2 separate regions of the Mus musculus genome follow, and region 1 is linked to region 2. The links are chromatin contacts, called in public Hi-C maps. All regions are on one chromosome and are shown on one strand. The core of a region is the stretch at or near the end of the contact, and the rest is flanking DNA. Distances in the headings are between cores, read along the strand shown. Region 1 overlaps Nrxn3 (neurexin III). Region 2 overlaps Nrxn3 (neurexin III).

Evidence for each region. Hi-C and Micro-C count contacts between places; a contact is called where the count stands out from the background.
Region 1: a Hi-C map of cerebellar granule neurons shows a contact between it and region 2, with 3 times the contacts expected there. The contact joins two enhancer-like sites. A contact is called at or near these places in 3 of 484 Hi-C or Micro-C datasets (cerebellar granule neurons, cerebral cortex and nephron progenitors).

The regions. Positions count from the first base shown.
Region 1 is chr12:89,787,249-89,791,668 of GRCm38.p6, reverse strand. The region is part of intron 14 of Nrxn3 (neurexin III); the gene reads right to left. Among named protein-coding and RNA genes, the nearest start is that of Gm40538, 620 kb to the left of the region's middle. Within about 2 kb of position 2,663, at least 4 of the 459 cell types and tissues checked have an H3K27ac peak or open chromatin away from gene starts, as enhancers often do. A contact at or near this core is called in cerebellar granule neurons, where this site is marked.
Region 2 is chr12:89,551,913-89,556,046 of GRCm38.p6, reverse strand. All of the region lies in intron 14 of Nrxn3 (neurexin III), which reads right to left. Among named protein-coding and RNA genes, the nearest start is that of Gm40537, 580 kb to the right of the region's middle. Within about 2 kb of position 2,641, at least 4 of the 459 cell types and tissues checked have an H3K27ac peak or open chromatin away from gene starts, as enhancers often do. A contact at or near this core is called in cerebellar granule neurons, where this site is marked.

The DNA of each region.
Region 1 (4,420 bases), core at 1,414-3,913, 240 kb before region 2:
GGTACTTTTAACTTCAGTTGTGACTTGGGACAAAGCCACCTGTCTAGCTTCTTTCAGAATAGGCTGTCCCAAAGATCCCCTTATCTATTTAATCCAGCTTCTGTGAAGTGAGATAAACAGAACTGATCAGGTTAATGCTGGGCAATGTTCCCAAAACACAGAAGGCTGCTTCTAAAACCTGTAAGTCACTCTTTGGGCCTGAGAGCAAACAAAATGAAGTACTTGGAGGTGCTAGAGGGAGCTCTGCCATAGGAAATGGCCTTGGTGTTTCAGCATAAAGCTGGCAGGTAATGAGAAGATATTTTAGAAAGTAGCCATCTTAACTTTGACTAATAACAATAGTAAGTATTATCAGGAGTTAATGATCGTGAAAATAGTCTGAGGATCTTCACTTTTCCTTTAAAAAATTATGGTATTTTATATGATCAAACTCATAAACTGCTATATTTTCCCTTTAGGAAGTCAATTTCTCCTGATAAGGGTGTGTACTTGTATATTTGTGTGTATATGTGTGAAAGAAAGAGAGACAGAGACAGATATACATACATATAGAGAAACGGGGTGGGAAGAAGCAGAGAGAAAGACACAAAGATACAGAGACATAGAAAGGGTCCGAGAAATATATAAAATCATATTAAACCTACATTAATAATGAATGCAATTGGGCTAGAGAGATGGCTCAGTGGCTAAGAGCACTGACTGCTCTTCCAGAGTTCCTGAGTTCAAATCCCAGTAACCACACGGTGGCTCATAACCATCTCTAGTGATATCTGATGCCCTCTTCTGGTATGTCTAAAGACAACTACAGTGTACAGCATACAGTATACAGCTACAGTATACATAAGGTAAATAAATCTTTTTAAAAAAATGGATGTAATGTAAATGGGCACTTCAGTCAGCCTCAGCAACCCTGAAACCCAAGATTATCTTTTCCTTCTCCTTTCCCCTTTTTCACTGGTCCTGAGCTTCCTGACATGATATTCAGCCCTAGATTCCCATCGTTTGGAAGTGGAGAGGTATGGTAGAACCCACTTTGCCTCATGTACAAGGGACAAGAAAGAAGACAGCACTACTATTTGGTTTCACAGGAGGCTTAAAATCCATCTGTATGTTAGTTCTTGCCACAGTTGCTATGCCTTTTGTCACCTGAGATCACTCTCACTTTGCAGCGATTTCTTTTCTTTGTTCCAACATAACATTTTTATTGATCTGTTGGTAATTCCACACCATGTGCCCTGGTCACACACATTTCCCATGTCTGCTCCCCCAACGTTGTGCACACACACCTCACAATTTAAAGTTTAAAGAAGAAAAGTAAAATATAAGGTCATCTGTAGCCTTTGTATATTCACTGGACTATGGTCAAACTCTCAGTGGCCTTCCTCTTAAATAGAACTGAGTCATCCTCCACTCCCACACCCCACTAGAAGCCATCAATTGCAGAGAGCTAGCTTCATCATTCTATCACAGTTTTTAAGAATTCTCTTCTGAGAGGCTCCACCCACCAGCTGACTCAGACAAATGCATACACCTACAGCCAAACAGTGGATGGAGCTTGGGGACTCTTAAGGAAAAATAGAAGGAAGAATTGCCAACACCAAATGGGGATAGGAACTCCATAGGAAGACTAACAGAACCAACTAACGCACACTGGGGCTCTCAGAGAGTGAACCACCAACCAAAGCATATGCAGACTGGACCTAGGCCTCCCTGCACATATGTAGCAGATGTGTGGCTTGTTCTTCATGTGGGTCCTGAACAACTGGAGCAGGGGCTAGCCCAAAAGCTGTTGCCTGTCCTCGGATATGTTCTTCTAACTGGGCTGCCTTGTCTGGCCTCAGTGGAAGAGGATGTACCTAGACCTGCAGAAACTTGATGTGTCAGAAGAGAAGGGGTGCTGGAAATGGGGGAAGAATTGTGGGAGGAGGTGACCAGGAAGAGGAACAGTGAGTGGGATGTAAAATGAATAAATAAATTTAAATAGATAAATAAGTAAATTTAAAACAAGAATTCTTTTCAATGGCTTTCTGTTTAGGCTGCTACTTTTCAGGGGCGGGCTGGGGAGACATAGGGGTTGTCACAGAATTCTTCCACATCTCTCTTTCTCAATTATCCATCTGCAATCATCAGTATCACTGTAAAAGCAGCTTCTGTGCTCTTTACAGTAAGTGAGAACGTAGATTATGTACTGTTTCAAAGTATTATTCTTTCTATATATAGCTCATGGTTTTGAAGAGCACATTTAAACATTTGGAGATAAACACTGGATATAAAGTAGAATAATTAGCATGTTATCTCACTTTTTATCAGGTTTAAGATTTTATTTTTTATTCACTCCTTTTAAGTTAACAACTTACAGTAACTAAAATTACGTCCAGTTTATATAAACTGGGACTTTGAAAACCTACTTATCACAAGGCTTAAAGAGATTAACTGGCAGAATTTGAACCCAATCCCTTTGGCTCTGGATCTTACCCTAGATCAAATATTGGCTTTCAATCATAAACTATAAAATATCAGGTGTGTTAAGCAATCTGTATGGGTAAGCTATGATTAGCTAATATTATTACTTGGTACTAGGAGTATCTGACTGGTTTAGGAAAAGGGTCAGACTACCTCCCGAATTCTCTGGCAAATTCATTTCTAGTAGTACAGAGACTGGCAACAGTGTAGGACCAGATGGCCTATGATTTTGTGATTGTTTCTGTGCCAAGCGTTTTGTAAGACTAAAGAAGTCGAGTTGAATTTTCAAAACAGAGTAAAGAAATCAAGGAAAGCATCCAGCAAGAAGAAATAACTGAGTTTTGTTTTAGTTTCTTCTGCTTCAGTGATAAAATATTCTCATGAAAGCAAGTTAAAGGATAAAGGGTTTATTCTAGTTCACAGCTTAAGTATATGTAGTTTATTACTGCAGGCAAGTCAAGGAGGTAGGAACTGGGAGGAATGTGTCACTATGTGTACAAAATTATGAACATAGAGCAATGGATACACATTGCTATTCACTGTCTTTTCTCCATTGATAAAAAAAGTCCAGGATCCCATACACAGAAGGGTGCCATCTACAGAAGGTCTTCCTATCTCAAGTAACACAACCAAGATAAACTTCCTCAGGAAAGCCCATGGGCTTATCTCCCAGGTGATTTTAGATTCTCATAAATTGACAATTAACATTAAACAACATAATTTGCATCATGAAATAGATGGTTGTGGAAAAGAAGAAAGCTATTATTCTTTCAGTGAGAAAGGTCTTAAATCAGCTGTCCTCCTGAGGCATCCTGGGAATTATTTTATCATGTAAAAATAAATGAAGTGAAAGAAGGGTTGGTAACAAAGAGGAAAAGGGGAGGAATAACAAAGAAAGAAGAAGAGAAGAGAGGGGAGGAGAGGAGAAGAGAGGAGAGAAGAAGAGAGGAAGGAGAGAAATGGGAAGAGGTAATCTTTGAGAGTAGTAGCCAGTTTTCCTCTGAGGTACACCTCTGAGCCTAAAATACAAGCCAACTTTTTCTCCTTATAGGTCTTCACCCTCCATCTGATTTGATGGCAGTCAGAGTGGTCTGAAGCTAACATGCTAATAAACTTGGCTTGGGAGAAGAGCCCAACAGAAAGGCGGTTTAGGCCTTGGCCTGAGAATATGGCTCTCTGCTATTCAGTACAAAATATATGAGCATTGTATTTACATCATTCTTATATTTCCCTATACCCCATCCAAGTCCTCCAACCCTGCCTCTGCTTTCTCTCAAGTTCATGACCTACTGAGTTTATTTAGTGTTGCTTGTACACGTCTGTGTTTAGGGCTGACAACTTGGGAATAAATAACCCATCCAGGGGGCCTGTCCATGGACAAAACTGACTCTTAGCAGCCACAGATTATCTATAGTTCTTTGTCTTGGAATGTGGCCTTGTAACATTTGCTCTGTCCATTTCAGGATGCTGACTGCTCTTTTCCTAATTCAAGACTTGTTTGGGCAACCATATTGTTGAGATCTCTTGGGTGCAGCTTCCCTGTCATGACTAGAAGTCATAGGAGTCATTGTCTCACGTCTTCCACACACTTTAAACTAGCAAACCTTGGCCTGAAGAAAACAAGCAAGCAGGCTCAAGGTTTTACCTTTCTCATTAGATATGCAAAGCAGTTTAAGGAAACAAACTGCAATGTCCACAGCTCTTTCTGGAATCCATCAAGGAACTTCATTAAGTAACAGTCTTCACAAATGAGCTGATTCTCCCCATTACTTGAGACTGATTGCTCTTTTCTTTTCTTCACAGATAACAGATGGCTCAAAATGCATTTCTGCCACACAATACTTAGGATCAACTAGGATTAACACAATATTCTCATTGCACCACTGCCCACTATGGGTTTTATTGACTATGTCCTAAACCAACAGAAAACATTTTACTAATCTCCAACGACAATGGG
Region 2 (4,134 bases), core at 1,392-3,891:
CTTGCCTACTGCCCCTGCTCTCGGATGCCAAACATTGGGGGGCTACAATAGATCCTATAGCTGAGTATTTAAATAGCTTCTTATCTACCTCTAATTTCTATTTATAATGTCTCTCAAACCACTGGCGAGTTATACCCCTGGATTTAGAATTCTTGGGGGATGGAGTTTATCTTTCATCTCCATCTTTCCACTGCCCAGAATCTTGTTTAGTACATAGTAATATTCAGACAGAAACTTCGTGCTTTGGACAAATTCAAGGAAATTACAGGGTCATGCCTTGCCTTTTCTGTTTTCGTTGATAACAGACTTTAAGAAAAGGAAAGCACTTGTTGAGCTGTGCATGTGTCCTAGAGCAATCTCAAAAGCGATCGTCCTTCATTGGGAACCTCAAATGACAGACTCAGTTGGATGGTATTTTAGTCATTTCTCATTCATGCCATCTATTTCCCACACACTGTCTGTAGGAGGAAAGGCATTTTTGTCAGTGCTTCCTGTTGAAATATCTGCTCATAACAGGAACTTACCTGATTCCGAGTATCAATGCTCTTTATCAAAATACATGAGTATGGTTTATAACAAGGACACTGACAAGAGCATGTTGAAACTCTCCAAATGTGTTTAATTTTCTTGCTTATAAAGAAGGGTCATGACTGAGAAAAAACTCACATTGAGAATATCCACTGTTTACTCCTCTTAGTCCTGATTCCCTCCATTTTCCCTTGACCAACATGGGGAAAAGGAGGAATTTAAAAAAAAGCAGAAAAAGAAAAAAAAAGATCCTATCCATTAAATTGACCAATGGACTCACAGTACCCTCTAGTGGACAAATGGCAAACATTTATTTGTTTATTTGTTTGTTTGTTTATAATGTATGCACAGGCTTTCCCTTTTAAACCTAATACACTTTTGGCTTTGCTCACACGTCTCTTGGTATCTAGTGATCTTACAAATTCTTCTTTTTAAATCTACACTAAAAATGAATTGCAGGCATAAAAAGAAAGAACAAACAATTTCTTTTATTAACATCCAAACCTGCTAACACAAACACTGGGGGCCTCTACATAAATAGAGATGTGTGGGTTGGGCACCATCTGTCTATACTCCTGTTTGCCAAGTATCCTCTTATAGCACTAGGCATTTAGGTGACCAGTGTCTGGCCATCTAGACTATGGCTGGATTCTATTGCATTCCTCTGTGGGAATGTGGTTGTAATCCTACCTTGTATCTTTGCATACAACAAGGTGATATCATAGAGAAAGGAACTCATTTCTCATAGGTAAAGCTGGATTGCCACCTCCGTTCCCTGTCTCCTAGCTCTGTAACTTTTGAGACGGCTATCCCAAAGATTACATCTCAGTTCTCTCTGTTGAGGTAATGGTAATCAAATGAAAGACTATAAACAGAATCAAGAGGAAATAGATTAGTCTGCCGTGGTCTGAAGTCTTAGAAAAGTTTCCCAAAGTGTTTCTTATAAGTTTTATTTCATTTCTTAGCTAGTACATTCTAATTTCTATCTGATTATATTCATATGGTAGAACAGGAATCATAAAAATAGATTTCCACTAAGGGAAAAGTGGCTTCCCTGTCTGGACTCCGTAAGTCTTTAGTCATTTGGCAAACTTCAACAAATAACCGGAAGAACATTATCAGTCTAGGGATGAGTTCCCCTCCAATTGGCACTGGATAATCTCCTCTAGGGATAACATGTGTGAAGTGCAGATATGACCAAAATGGTGATGAATAGGTGGGTGAATAGTTTGTTAGTTTTACAGTTGTCTTTTAAAACAAACAAACAAACAAACAAACAATCAAAATCCTTTCCCTCTGAACTAACACAGAAAGAGAAGTGAACATTACATTCAAATCATTTTTTTCCAAAATCTATAGCTGAGGTACTTCGTAGATTTCATTTTCCTAATCAAATTTAGAGGCTATGTTGAACAATAAAGCAATCTATTATGACATAGACATCCCCCCCCCAATGAATCATTTGAATGGATCAAAATAAATGAAATACTCAAAGAAAATGACACTACAAATTCTGAAACATTAGTAGTTTTTCTAGACTTCCTAATACTGAGAATGGTTGGGTTATTTTAATGATATGTATCTACCTGAATCTTTAAGAAATACTTACATTTCAATCATAGGAAGAAAATATTTGTGTTCATATTCCTAAAAAGAAATCATGAATGTCCTAAAATCGCATTACATTTGCTGGCCTATATTATTCTCTTGTCAAAGAAACCTTCATTTAACTCCAGGGCAGAGGAGACGGGACCCACCACAGGCTTGTGTAATAAAGAGACAGATGGCCTCACTGGTCACCTGTCAGCAGAAATTATTCACAGAGGAGAAAATGAGCAACAGAGACTGAATAATTCTTGTGTGTTTTGATTTCATAATCTCAAGCCATCCTATCTGTTTATAAGGTGAATTTTAATCAGAGCAGGAAACAAAGTTGGGGAGAGGATAGAATATTTATTGCAGCCCTCACCAGAGGTGGACGGCATGAAATATTCTTCTTTGATCATGATGGATGGACCCTTCTTCTATAAACTGGAAAATGAATATCCTCTCCATCCCAGCCCTTCTCTACAGACTTCCTGGGGAAGAGGAGGGGATCTCTCCTGTCCAAACCTGACAACTGAATTTAATCATGCGTGTAAGTAGCAAGTCCCCATGATAAGCATCCCACTCACCCTGAACCACCAGCACCAATGGAAAGACTTTAACTTACAATGTGGATTTCATTAAAGAAAACAAAAATGGGGAGGGGCTGGAGATGGAAGCTGGTTCTCAAATATTCATTTGTTTATAGTTGCATATAATTTCCATGTTATAAATTGCAAAATTGATTAAATAAAACAAAACATTTACACTTACTACCATGGCAAAGACGATTTTCTTTAATTTCTGTATACTTGAACTTCCTCATTATCTTAAAATTAAGTCATGATTTTTAAAAAAAAATAGTATGGCTATTTTAATTTGGGTGACAGAGTATAATAGATTAATTCATAGGAATATTTTTTAATTTCTTAAAGAGAAATAGTTTTTTTCTTGAGACCCCAAAATATTGAAACATACTTCCTTATGCAGATATCTAAAAGTGGTAGGGTTTATTTTCTGAACTTCTAAACAAACTCATCGAATCTATGTAACCTTGGGTTGTCCTTCTTTAGCCACTTGACAAATCCTCAACTTTCTAAGCCATGGGACCAGAAAATCATAGGATTAACACAGAAGCAAATCATACTTTACCTTATGCCTACCTTCTCGGGGGGTGAGGGGGTAGATGACCACAATTTATAAGTTCATCCCCCTTAATCCAATCATCAAACACTTTATCTTGCCTTCTGTTGTTCTTTAACAAAGGGGAATGCCAAGGCTGCCTGATGGGACATAATCCCCTGGATGGAACAGAACTGACCTGTATTAGCATCATTCCACCTGAAAGCTTAAGCCCAATACAAGCAACTGACAGCAAAGATGACCCAGGTCAACTGTGAGCAAAAGGTATAGTAAGGAACCGGAGCTTTGCGTTTCAGTGTGCACAAGCTCTCACAAAATTATGAGAATACGGTGCAAGAAAATGTAGTACTGATGTCTTGAGAATTCTTACAGCCAACTGGAAATTGCAGTTAAAGGGAAGAAGGAGTAGAAAGCGAGAAACCTAAAATGAGAGTACACATCCCTCAAGCCTTTGCTACATAAAATTTGGGGGTCCAGAATTCTATAATATTTGCTTAAGGTCAAAATTTTCTTATACTGCAGGGGAGATTATCTATACACTCCAAGGGTCAAAACTGTGTTCCCATAAAGATGAAATAATGTACATATTTCAAAGGGATGCAGGAACTAATAGTATTGAATGCCTCAAGCACTCTAGGTGAACAGGTATTTGAAGGAAAGGTCCTCTGGGCTCCCTGGAATTTCTTCATGATAATTGCCTAGAGCCGGGCAACAGTAGCAGAACTTAGTTCACATCAGGGAGAAAAAAATGAACTTGGAATGAACTTTTCTCAGCCATACACAGTAAAGGATATTAAAATTATATTTCAATCAGAGAATTCACAATTCATTTTACTAGAAATCATACAGCAAACATTATCTGATACCTCTAAGTCCAAC